2 separate regions of the Mus musculus genome follow, and region 2 is linked to region 1. The links are chromatin contacts, called in public Hi-C maps. All regions are on one chromosome and are shown on one strand. Each heading gives the region's core, a stretch centred on a gene start, on an enhancer-like site or on the middle of the called end of the contact. The rest is flanking DNA. Distances are from core to core; before and after follow the strand shown.

Evidence for each region. A called contact is a pair of places that touch in the nucleus more often than the background predicts.
Region 2: a Hi-C map of bone marrow-derived macrophages shows a contact between it and region 1, with 22 read pairs. The contact joins two enhancer-like sites. A contact is called at or near these places in 1 of 484 Hi-C or Micro-C datasets (bone marrow-derived macrophages), 5 of 115 datasets of contacts at active chromatin or transcription factors (bone marrow-derived macrophages, cardiomyocytes, embryonic stem cells and 2 more) and 3 of 9 other capture datasets (adipose tissue, liver and pancreatic islet).

Annotation. Positions count from the first base shown.
Region 1 is chr2:131,318,640-131,324,799 of GRCm38.p6, reverse strand. All of the region lies in intron 1 of Rnf24 (ring finger protein 24), which reads left to right. It also overlaps the pseudogene Snrpert. Among named protein-coding and RNA genes, the nearest start is that of Gm30590, 31 kb to the left of the region's middle. Within about 2 kb of position 3,604, at least 157 of the 459 cell types and tissues checked have an H3K27ac peak or open chromatin away from gene starts, as enhancers often do. A contact at or near this core is called in bone marrow-derived macrophages and microglia, where this site is marked.
Region 2 is chr2:131,516,091-131,522,118 of GRCm38.p6, reverse strand. Smox (spermine oxidase) reads right to left here. Exons shown (of 7, transcript NM_145533.2): 3 at 5,676-5,902; 4 at 1,851-2,024; 5 at 948-1,707; 6 at 1-60. Among named protein-coding and RNA genes, the nearest start is that of Gm30732, 6.9 kb to the left of the region's middle. Within about 2 kb of position 4,373, at least 14 of the 459 cell types and tissues checked have an H3K27ac peak or open chromatin away from gene starts, as enhancers often do. A contact at or near this core is called in bone marrow-derived macrophages and microglia, where this site is marked.

The DNA of each region.
Region 1 (6,160 bases), core at 2,355-4,854:
TTGCTGGGATTGAACTCAGGACCTCTGGAAGAGCAGTTAGTGCTCTTAACCACTGAGCCATCTCTCCAGCCCTCAGCCTCCTTTCTTTCTTTTTCTTTTTTTTTTTTTTTTTTTTTGTTTGTTTTTGTTTTTCGAGACAGGGTTTCTCTGTATAGTCCCCTGGAACTCACTCTGTAGACCAGGCTGGCCTCAAACTCAGAAATCCACCTGCCTCTGCCTCCCAAGTTCTGGGATTAAAGGCATTTGCCACCACGCCTGGCCTCTCAGCCTGCTTTCTTATACAACCCAGAATCACCTCTCCAGGGCTATCACTGCCCACAGTGGCCTGGGCCCTCCCATGTCAGTCATTACTCAAGAAAATGCCCAACAGACTTGTCTGCAGGCTGATATTATAGAGGCATTTTCTCAATTAAGGTTCTCTCTTACCAGATATGTCTAAATGTGTGTCAAGTTGACAAAACCAGCCAGCACATCTGTGTTCTTTGTTTTCTCACAGATGTGTTTGCACTATCAGTTCCTTCAGTCTCTGAGTATCCTCAGACTTTGTATTCCTTGTATTCTAAGCCTCTCCAGCTGTGCATAGCGTGATCAACTGTAGTTCCAGCACTCAGGTACCTGAAACAGCAGGATCTGAAGTTCAAGGACAGCCTGGGCAGGACCCTGTTGCAAAAAATAAAAATAGAACATAAGGCTAGCTTGGTTCACATAGCGAGTTCCAGGACAGCCAAGGCTACATGGTGAGACTTGCTCTTAAAAACAGAAAGCTAAAACAAAACAAAAATCCCTAAAGCCCAAATCTCTCTAAAGGAACAGAATAAGTCTAGGATGAATGAAAAGAATGTGTGTTGTACATAAAGATTTATCTTAGTCCAGGTTTGCTGTATCACAGAATCCCACGGACTGGGAAGTTTAAAACATTGCTGTTAAGAGGCTGATACTGGCTTCATTTGATAAGAATTCTTGCTACATAAGCATGTGGACCTGAGTTAGGAGTCTTAGAACCTACATAAAAGGCTGTGTATAGTGGAAGAAAGCAGGGGCTTTCTTGGTTAACCATGGGTGGTGGTCTGAATGAGGATGGCCCCAGGGGGTGGAGCTGTTAGAGAAGTATTAGGATGTGTGGCCTTATCGAAGGACCTGTGTCACTAGGGTTTCTTTCTTTTTTTCTTGCTTGTTTGCCTCTTTCTTTCTTTCTTTCTTTCTTTCTTTCTTTCTTTCTTTCTTTCTTTCTTTCTTTCAAGACAGGGTCTCTCTTTGTAGCCTTGGCTGTCCTGGAATTCAGAAGCTCACAACATTCCCAGTTTTCTCTGCCTCATGCTTGTGGATCAGATGTAAGCTCTCAGCTACTGCTCCAGTACCATGCCTGCCTGCCTGCCTGCTGCCATGTTCCCCACCATGATGGGCATGGACTCTAACCCTCTGGGACTGTTTATTTTATAAATTGCCTTGCTTACAGTGTCTTGTCACAGCAATAGAAAAGTAACCAACACACCATCTAACTAAATTGGTGAGCTCAGGTTCAACGAGAGACTTTGTCTCAAAAATAAGGTTAAGAGCTAATAAGATGGCTTGGCAGGTGAAGTGTTTGCCATGCAAGCCTGGTTCTGTCCTCATAAGTCAGATTGTGTGTGGAGAGAAATGAGTCCACAAATTGTTCTCTGACTTCCGCACATGGACACTGGTATTCGGTCTACACACACACACACACACAAACACACACACACACACACAGACTCCTGGAGCTTGTTGACAACTCTATCTAGCTAAGTCAGTGGGCTCCAGTGAGAGTGTGTTTCATAAGAAAGGAGAGAGAACATTTGAGGAAACACCCACACAGACACAGGCACTTACATGTGTACACATATATACACATTCACACAGTTATCAGACGTTTACTTCTCATTTTGTTTGAGACTTCTCACAAGGGCCTTCTGTTGCCTTATATAATATGGTGGAAATACAAAGAAAAGCCAATAGTCAGAATGGCCAAATCTATCCTGTTATAAGAAACCAACCTCATGATATCCGTTTATGAGAGGAGAGCACATGACTCTGCGCCTCTCAGAGGTCTTGCCGATTAATACTATTACAACCAAAATTAAACTTCAGCATAAATTTGGAAGGAGACAAGCATTCAGACTTTAGCAAGACCCATTCTTTTATGTAAACTATACATTTGATGTTCTTTACAGCCCAAAAGAACATTTTAAAACCTGAGGGCTTGACAAATGGCTCAGATTAAGAGCCTCTCCCAGAGGACTCAGGTTCGGTTCCCACTACCTACCTGAGGTGGGTCTCTAGCTCTGCCTTAAGGCTGCCCAGTGCCCCTGGCCTCCTCAGGCACAACTCACTCGCACTGATGAGCACACTCACACATGCAGACAGATGCACCTACACAGATTAAAAAATAAATCTTTAAAAATAAACATACCAATGGCGTACCGCGGCCAGGGCCAAAAGGTGCAGAAGGTGATGGTGCAGCCCATCAACCTTATCTTCAGATACTTGCAAAATAGATCTCGAATTCAGGTGTGGCTGTATGAACAAGTGAATATGCGGATAGAAGGTTGTATTATTGGCTTTGATGAGTACATGAACCTCGTATTAGATAATGCAGAAGAGATTCATTCTAAAACAAAGTCAAGAAAACAACTGGGTCGAATCATGCTAAAAGGAGATAATATTACTCTGCTCCAAAGTGTTCCCAACTAGCAGTGAATGGTGACGCCTGTAGGATGTTGAGAAGGCCCCTTGAGCGTGTTTAAAGATGTCTGCTGCAACCTGCATTTACTCAACTTGTTTTACTTGCACATTATTATTAGGTGACAATAAATGCTGTAGGAAGTTTTTGTTAATAAATAAATAAATAAACATACCTAGAAAAGATTATGTAAGAATAATTTTGAAATATTAAAAAAACTACTGCTTCACCCTGAATGAATTACTAATGTGTTTAAATTAATACGAAGCACTAGGCTTCATAGACATCATAGTGCTGTCTAATATCACATTCAAGGTGGATTAAACATTTAAATTTCAGGAATAAAACCATGCAAATACGAAAAGAGAATATAAGTAAACATTTTTAAAATCGGATATGGGAAAGCCAAAGATAGAAAAAAAATAAAGACAGATGACAGATTTAGTGGCAGAAGGGGCTGGCGGACCAGGACCTACAGTAGACATGCTGATTGCACAGAAAACAAAGTCACAATGCCCTCCACTGGTGTTCTTTCTTTCTCGTTTTTTCTTCCCTGTCTTTCATTTGGATACAGACAGAAATATTATCTCCTTAGAGAAGAATAGCAACAGAAACCCAGTGAAACAGGAAGTGGTGAAAATTGTGACTAGTGGGAACTTACTGGCATCCGTTCAGAGGCACAGGCACTCTGAAGACTGTAAAAATGCCAACGCCTCCAACCCAGTTATGCAACAGTACAGCAGCCTGCAGAGTGGCCATGCAGTCCCAAGCAGCCATGAGGAACACTACAGCAGCCTGCAGAGTGGCCATGCAGTCCCAAGCAGCCATGAGGAACACTACAGCAGCCTGCAGAGTGGCCATTGCAGTCCCAAGCAGCCATGAGGAACACTACAGCAGCCTGCAGAGTGGCCATGCAGTCCCAAGCAGCCATGAGGAACACAGCTTAGTCGTTGAGTGCTTGCCTAGCATGCTTAAGGACCTCAGTGACATAACAATTTTTTTAAAAGTCAGGTTTTCTTGAGCCACTTTGGCTGTTTATATGCCTATAAAGTATAATAACCTAAATTATAAATTAGTATTCAAATTCTCATTAGTTTTTAAAGGTCTCAGAATAGCAATTTTTTAATGTTTTGTTTGGTTAGTTGACTCAAACCTCAAGCATTTGGTTTTTTTTTTTTTTTTCTCTTAATCTATTTTTGGTTTTCCCTTTATTTCTGACTTATGTGATCTATTCTTCTAAAGTTTAATTATCCAGTTCAAATTGCTGTATTTTTTTTGTGCTTTTATAATTGGTAGTATAAAGGAAAGGTTGCGGGAGATCTGTTGATGAGCATCTAGGGTGTCAGTTTCTGGCTATTGCAATGAACACTGAGCAAGTGTCTTTGGCAGGATGGAGCATCCTTTAGGTCTATGCCCCAGATGTGGATCTGAGGGCAGATTGATTCCCCTCTTCCTGACGAACCACCACATTGAATCCCACTGAGCCTGGTCAAGTTTTCAGGTCCACTAGCAAAAGATGAGTATTTCTTTTATTTCATATCTAACCAACATGAGCTGTCATTTGATTATTGATCTTAGCCGTTCTGACAGGGTAAGATGATATCTCAAAGTAGTTTTCATTTGTGTTTCCCTGGTGACTAAGGATGAACATTTAAGCGTGTCTCAGGCATTCAAGTTTCCTCTTTTGAGAATGTTCTATTTTGATCTGTATCCCATTTTTAAATTAGTTTCCTTGTTTTCTTGATGTCTATGTTTGGTTTTTTCCCCTTGAGTTTTTTATATATTTTGGTATTAGCCCTCTGTGGGATGTATAATTAGTACAAATCTTTGCCCGTTTTGCAAACTGCCAACTTGTCCAAATGATAGAGTCTTTGCTGAGCAGAAGCTTTTCAGTTTCATTTATTGTTGATCTCATGCCTGTGTTGTTAGCGTTCTATTCAGAAAGTCTTCCTGTGCCAATTCTCTTCTATCAGCTTCAATGTGTCTGGTTTTATGTTGAGGTCTTTGATCCATTTGGAGTTGAATTTTGTACCTGGTGATAAGTATGGATCAATCTATTTGGATTCTTCTACAAACAGCCATCCAGTTTGACCAGCACCATTTGTTGAAGTTGCTTCCTTTTCCCCATCTTTGGCTTTATCAAAAAGCAAGTGTCCATGGGTGTAAGGATTTACATCTAGGTCTTCAGTTCCATCCCATTGATCAACATATGCATTTTTGTACCAATATCATGCTGTGTAAATAATAACTTTATTCTCCTGATGTAATTGTCCTTTCAGGGGCTTACTACTGACTAAGCTCGTCCTTTCTAGTTCTTCCTGAACTCTGGCTCGCTAGCTGTTTCAACTCAGTTCTGGCCCAAACTCCTCTCCAAGCTGACGGATTCAATCTGGTTTCTCTCAGCTTCTCACTTAATTGCTCTGCTTGGCCTCAGGCTAATTGTCGATTTGTTCTAGTCTCTGGCTCCTTATTATGGATTCGGCTGCCCTTGTGGGGAGGCTTCACTGAACTGTATGAACTCACAGACAAATTCCTTTCCAATTTGTGTGCGCTTGGTTTCCTTCAGCTGTCTTGCTGCTGTGGCCAAGACTTAAAGTACTATGTTGAATAGGTATGGAGAGAATGAATGCACAGCTTTGTCTTGTTCCTGATTTTTGTGGAACTGCTTTGAGTTTCTCTCTATTTAATTTGATGTTGGATATGAGCTTGCTATAAATTGCCTTTATCATGTTGATGTATATTCTTGTCTCTCCAGGACTTTTATTATGGAAGGATGTTGGATTTTGTCAAAGGCCTTTTCAGTATCTAATAAAATAATCATGTGGTTTTCTCTTTCAGTCTATTTATCTGGAGGGTCATATTTATCCATTACATATGTTGTGCCATCTCTGCATCTCTGAAATAAAGCCAACCTGATCATGGTTGATGATTGTTTTGCTATGTACTTGTATTTTAAGTATTTTACTGAATTTTTTTGCATCTATGTTCAAAAGGAAAATTGGTCCATAGTTTTATTTGTTGGGTATTTCTGTAGTTTGGGTATCAGAGTAACTGGCCCCAAAACAAATTGGACAAAGTTTCTTCTGTTTCTATTTGGTGGAATAGTTTGAGAAGTATTGGCATTAATTCTTCTTTGAAAATCTGGTAGAATTCTGTGCTAAAACCATCTGGCCTTAGGTGTTTGTTTGTGTTTGTTTGTTGTTCTTTTTTTTAAAGATTTTATTTATTATTTATTTTATATGTAAGTACACTGTAGCTGTCTTCAGACACACCAGGAGAGGGAGTCAGATGTCATTAAGAATGGTTGTAAGCCACCATGTGGTTGCTGGGATTTGAACTCAGAACCTTCGGAAGAGCAGTCAGTGCTCTTAACTGCTGAGCCATCTCTCCAGCCCCGTTTTTTTGTTGTTCTGTCTTCAAGTGCTGGGATAACATGTTTGTCTCCAGACATTGACTTCA
Region 2 (6,028 bases), core at 3,124-5,623, 200 kb before region 1:
ATGGGTTGCTGCCCCAGGCTGAGCGCAGGATTCGCCTAGGTTTTGGTATATTGGGGTTCCCTGTTGGGGAGTCAGAAGAACCAAGAAAAGGGAGCATAAGAAATGGCTACACAGGGAAGGCACCCCAAAACAGACAATCCTCTTAACTCCTGGGCTTCAAGACAATCAAGCAGTCAGGAGGTAGCATAAAAGATTGGGAGGAATGTGGGGGGCTGGACTCAAGCTGTATTTCCATTCATCACTTTGTAGTGATCCCCAGAAAACAAACATTATATATCTCAAGGCCTTGGTTTTCTTAAAGTATCACTGGGTGCGGGGGGTGCCTCAGTGGTAGTTTAGCACTCACGGGGCCCTGGGGTTGAGTCAAGGCAGGATTCAAAACAATTCCAGATAATCATGCTTCACTTTCTATTATGGGCTCTCCTGCAACCGTGGGCAAAAAAGAGTCAAAGATGCTGTGTATGATAGCATATGCTTATAGTTCCACCACTCAGAAGGCTGAACGAGGCAGGAGCATCTTGCGTTCAAAGCAAGTAGGTATAATCCAGTGAGTTCCAGGCCAGCCTGGGCTACACATGAAACCCTATCTAAAAAAAAAAAAAAAAAATCGGAGTAAAACAATTCTACCTCTGAATAAGATGCTAAGTAACAGGAAATGGACAGCTATGGTGATGGTGACACTTGAGCCCTTTTTACCATGAAGCCCTTAGTGAAAAGAGCGATCATTTTGAGTCATTCGAACTACAAAATGAATGTGCCAGCAGAGGAGGCAGAGGCTAAATAAACATGGTTCTCTGCAGTGGCTCTCCCAGTAGGCACAGCTACCTCAGTGCCACAATCTGGAAAGGGTAAAACAGATCTGGGAGCTGAGAAAGTAGCCAAGCCCCAGTGAGCCGCATGGACACGTGGCCCCAAGCCCCAGTGAGCGGCATGCACACGGGGCCCACCTGTGAACTGTCGAAGCATCTCTGTGCAGATCTCAGCTACAGCCTCGTCATCGCACCTCTCCATGACAAGAGCCTCCTCCCCACAGATCCAGCCACTCAGCACATGGCCATAGCGCTCTGGCGGATAAAGGACATCGAAGCCACAGATCTTGCGGTACCAGAGCTCAGGTGGGTAGGTGAGGGTACAGCTCTCTGCCTCATCCTCCCACACGAACTGCAGGCTGTTGCACTCGGGGCCCCAAAAGGGCTCCTCAAATTCAAGGAAGATCTTGTCAGTGGTACCAATGCCCAGGCGGTGGATGGCGGCCACCTTCTCCGTGGGCAGGCATGGCCTAAAGAAACTGGTGTACTGCCTCTTGAGCACGCCCAGCGAAACGGTCACAATCACGTGGTCCGCTGGGATCACCTCGCAATCCTCGCACTCCACGACTACAGGCCACGGCTCATCCTCGTCCCACCTCCCCTGCTGCGGATTCTCTCCACTCTGGCCACCCTCCCCAGTGTCGTGATTGTGATCACCCTCACCACGGGGCTCGATCTCAGGACCCCGGGGGTGAGCCGAGGCCTGGTCCCAGTGGATGCAACGGACCGGCTTCCCCAACTGGATGACATGTGGAGGAATGCCCTCAGCCAGCAGCTCCACAACTCGCATGAAGCCCGAGGGGATGATGTGATGGGCGCCTGGGATCTCCGTCCATTCTCCAAAGGCGCTCAGGGACACCTCATCTATGCTGTGGGAGCTGCTCTCACAGCTCTCCACCTGAGGGAAGACCCAGAGAAGCCAGGTGAGGCAGGCTAGGCCATGCAAGGAACAAGAGCTCTGAGCAGCAGGGCACTCTGGACAGAGACTCCCCCAGAATTCATCTTTTTCACTCTGGCATCTATACTCCACAGCAAAGATACCTTCAGGTACTGCTGGATCATGGCGAGCTTCAGGCGCTTGGTGGCCTCTGTGTCGTCAGGGTCATCCCTGATGCGATTCCGCACCTTCTCCCGGGTGAACACCCCGACGCTGTTCTGACTCTCGGCATTGACTGGTTTACCATGCCGGAAGAACTCCTGGGTCATGTTATAGACCTGACAAAGAGACCCAAAGACTGAGCACTTATCATCCTCTACAGAGGGCCCAACTGGAAAGCTACCTGTCCCCTGGTGTCCCTGGCGCAGCTGTGGCTTCTGCATGAAGTTGAGCAAGGTACCTGCTCTAGTCAGCCAGCTCCTCACCTCCAAACCAGTAAGAGAGGTGTGATGGACCTCAAGCTTTCTTTGGGGGGGGGCCTTCCTAAAACAAATTGAAAACATCTGGGACTTATAGATTCCTCTTTGTGGGCTCTGCACATATCTGCAAGCCCCACTCCCATCCCCCAGAGAATTTGATCTGCACACATTCACCTTTTCTAAGAAGCAGATGCAGAAAGCTTATCCCCTATAGACATCCTCTCTGCACTACTCAGATCCATAAAGAGCCCCTTCATTTGGTCTGGAGTACATGGAAGGAAGAGAGGAGAGAGCAACGCAGAAGTATCATCTCTGGGAGGCCCCAGCAGGCCAAGAAACAGAAACTACTTGACAGGTACTCTTCAGCCAAAATACCAACCCACTCCTTAATCCACAGTGACCATCAGTCCCTTGAAACAGGGTCCTTCTGCCTCCTCTGCCAGCCCCTCCCATAATCCTCCCATGCTACCCCCAAACACTGAGCAAGTCTACACCTAGACAGGCCCTAGCATTCACTCAACATGCATTTGTGGGCTCCACACCCATAATGTATTAAGCAAGAGAAAGTTCCAAGCCTTGCCCATACTCAAGTCGATGAGACATTCTAATAAGATTTCAACATGATACACTGTGCCTGGAAAGAAATCAGGTAAGCTGAGGTCAACCAAGACAATCCTAACTCATTAGGATATAGCAACAGTGGCAAAGACAGGGAGAAGAAAGGGTTACAAGCAGAAGAAACTGCACAAAGATGGAGGGTGAGATGGTCAGGAAACTTGAAATGAGTTGGTTTGGGGATGAGGCCACAGCAGAATGCTGTAAGAAATGAATGGCCTTGGGAAGGTAGGCAAGTGCCAGGGCAGGAAGGCTAGCCACTATGTCAAGGCCCTGACACCATGTGAGAACGGGAGAGCAGCATGAGCCCCTCCCACTGCTGTCACTTCTGGGACTACAGCAGAGAGCTTCTCAGCTGATAGCCTGTGGCTGATCACTTGTGGCCAGGCTGATTAGCCGTTATCTCCTTCCTTAAACAGTCTCTATTTGGTCAGCACGCATCCATGGGAAAGATGTCTGCTCTGCACAGCAGCCCCCAGGAAAAGCTGTGGGGCCAGAGTGAAAGGTGGCTACAGTACCACACACCACCCCCACTGTTCCACAGGACAGAAGCCTCCACATGAGACCGGCACATGAAGTAAAGATGCCTCTGCAGCATAAATTATAGAGAAGGAGATATGTGAAACTGTTAGCTTGTCCTGCCTACAATCACAAGATGCTGGGTGGTCAGCAAAAGCTGGAGCCTCAGCAAACTCCTCCTGCACGATCACTGCCAGGAACTCAAGCTAGGGACTCTCCTTCTCCTCCCTGGTTTCCCCCTATAAGATAAGCAACATAGTAACCATTGAAGACCATAGGTTCCTACAGAGGAGTAACAAATGTAGCCATCACCAACTAGGACTATCTTGTGGGTACAGTCTCCTCCCAGACATGAAAGGAGGGTGTGGGGCACAGGCCTATGACCACTACACCGATTCTTAAATACTTTTCATTGGGATTACAATCCTTGGAACACTCGGAAGTAAACACAGCCATGTACATTTTACAGATGGGAAAACTGGGGGTCCAGGAGGTCCTACAGCTTAAGTGTTCAATGGTCTCTGTCTAAGGCTAGGGCTACAGTTCAGCGGTACAGCACCAGTCTAGCGCAGACAAGACCCTGGACTCGGTCAGCACTGAGAGAAAACCAACCAACCAGGACAGGGAAAATGGCCCAGCAAGTAGAGCAGTTCCTGCTTAAGCCTGAGGACCTCAGTTCCGATCCCCAGCACAACTGCAAACCTAGCCCTGGGCGGCTGGAGTCAGGCAGAGCCAGAGGGTTCACCCACCAGCTCTTCCAGCCGGGATACTGAGCTTCAAAACCACTACGGGACTTTGCCTCGAAATGTAAGGTGGAACAACGTTGTCCTCACACACACACACACACCCATAGGAATGGCCCTTCAGAGCCATCTTTGTTGGAAACATTTATATAAAGCTACCTTTAGGCATGGCTTCACCTGGCAACTTAGAATGGTCGCCAGCATTGACCAAAAGCCACACAAGGAAATCTTGGCCGATAGTTCTTCCTTCAGACACTAGGCAGCACTGCCGTTCCATAACTACCTTGTCCATTTTTTTTTCCACAGCCCCCTCTCTTGGCTTTCAGAAGTGAAACTGACCAACAGGAAGTAGAACAAGTCACAGCCACTGAGGGTCATTCTCAGGAAGTAGCCACATAGCCAGGCATGGTGGCACACATCTGCAGTCCCAGCACTTGGAAGGCGAAGAAAAAAATAATCAGGACTTCAAGGCCAGCCTTGGCTACATAGCAAATTTAAGGCCAGGATGAGCTATAATGAGACCTATCTAAAAATAATAATTAAAAAATGAAAACCTAAGTATTTATGCTTAAAGCACGTTCAGGAGTCAGCACGTAGGCCAGTAAGGTCTACTTTGAAAAACGCAGGTTACTATCTGCCCTTTGTATGTGAGTAAAAACATGGAACTGCACCCACATAACTTGTTGGTCCATAGAGAGAACAGAGTGTGCAGGTCCTCCACAGACCAGGGAGCGCCACGAAGCAGGAGACTGGCGAGTGTACAATGAGTGCTTAGCAGTCCATTTACTGACCGGGAGTGGGGTCGTCACAACAGTGAGACCTGCTGTTTTTTTACTCAGCTCTTCAGTGCAATTTACAGTGCTACTGAGAGATACTAAGAACGCTGATGGTTTGTTTTTTTTTTTTTTGAGGCTTGGATACTTCAATGATGCACAGAATTGCTACTTCTATCTAAAATAGATTTGCAATACTAACCAATGTAATACGAATAATCAGTACTCTGCGGCTGGACTCTCACTATAGTAACCACTACATACCTGTAGCCATTCGGAATTTAATATCAGTTCCTGCATAGTTTCACTAGCTACAGTTCAACTACTCAAAAACTCTGAGTAGCTAGGAGTTACCATACTAAACGGTTCAGATCTGAAACATCCCCATCAGTACAAAAGGGTCTCCTGAATGATGCTGGTTACGTGTAATTCCAAAAATATTATTAGAATGCCAATAGATATGTTATTAACGAAATAAGTAAATGAATTAGCTAAACGAATTAACTAAATTAACAAATTATCTAAAATAACCACCAGGGATTTGAGACTCTATTGCTGTAAACTAGGAACAACTAGAAAATGTTTCAGTATCTATAAAAACAAAAACATAGTGGCAACAATTACCACAACCCAAACACTTAGTAGAGTCTAGCAAATGACATTCATGGACTTTCTGAGGAAATCAGTGTTTTGCCTAGCTCAGGACGTCCATGAATCCCCACACTGTCCTGATGCTCACTCAGCACGTCCACGAGTCCTCACACCGTCCTGATGCTCAGCACATCCATGCATTCCCACACTGTCCCGATGCTCACTCAGAACATCCACGAGTCCCCACACTGTCCTGACGGCCCCCTTACCTCGTTGTATAAATCGCTGAATTCCTCAACCACGTCCTTGGGGATGCGGCAGCCACGGTTGGTAAGGTAGCAGGCCACGCCATTCTTGGAGTAAAGGCTGATGCGGCCCACACTGCGCTCCCCATCTGTTGTCTCTTCCAAAAGGCCATTGGCTTCTGCTAGTTGATAGATAGGATTCCCGTGGGATCCATGGATCCAGGTGGCTCCCAGCTCAAAGGTGGTGTCTCCTGGTAGTGACAAGAGACCCTTAGAGGGGCAGAGGTTTCTTTAGAGAAGGACAGGACTGCCTCCCTTTCTTCTCTAAGAGGAACCCATCCATACAGACTCAACAGGGCAGGAAGGGGTTGGCAGCT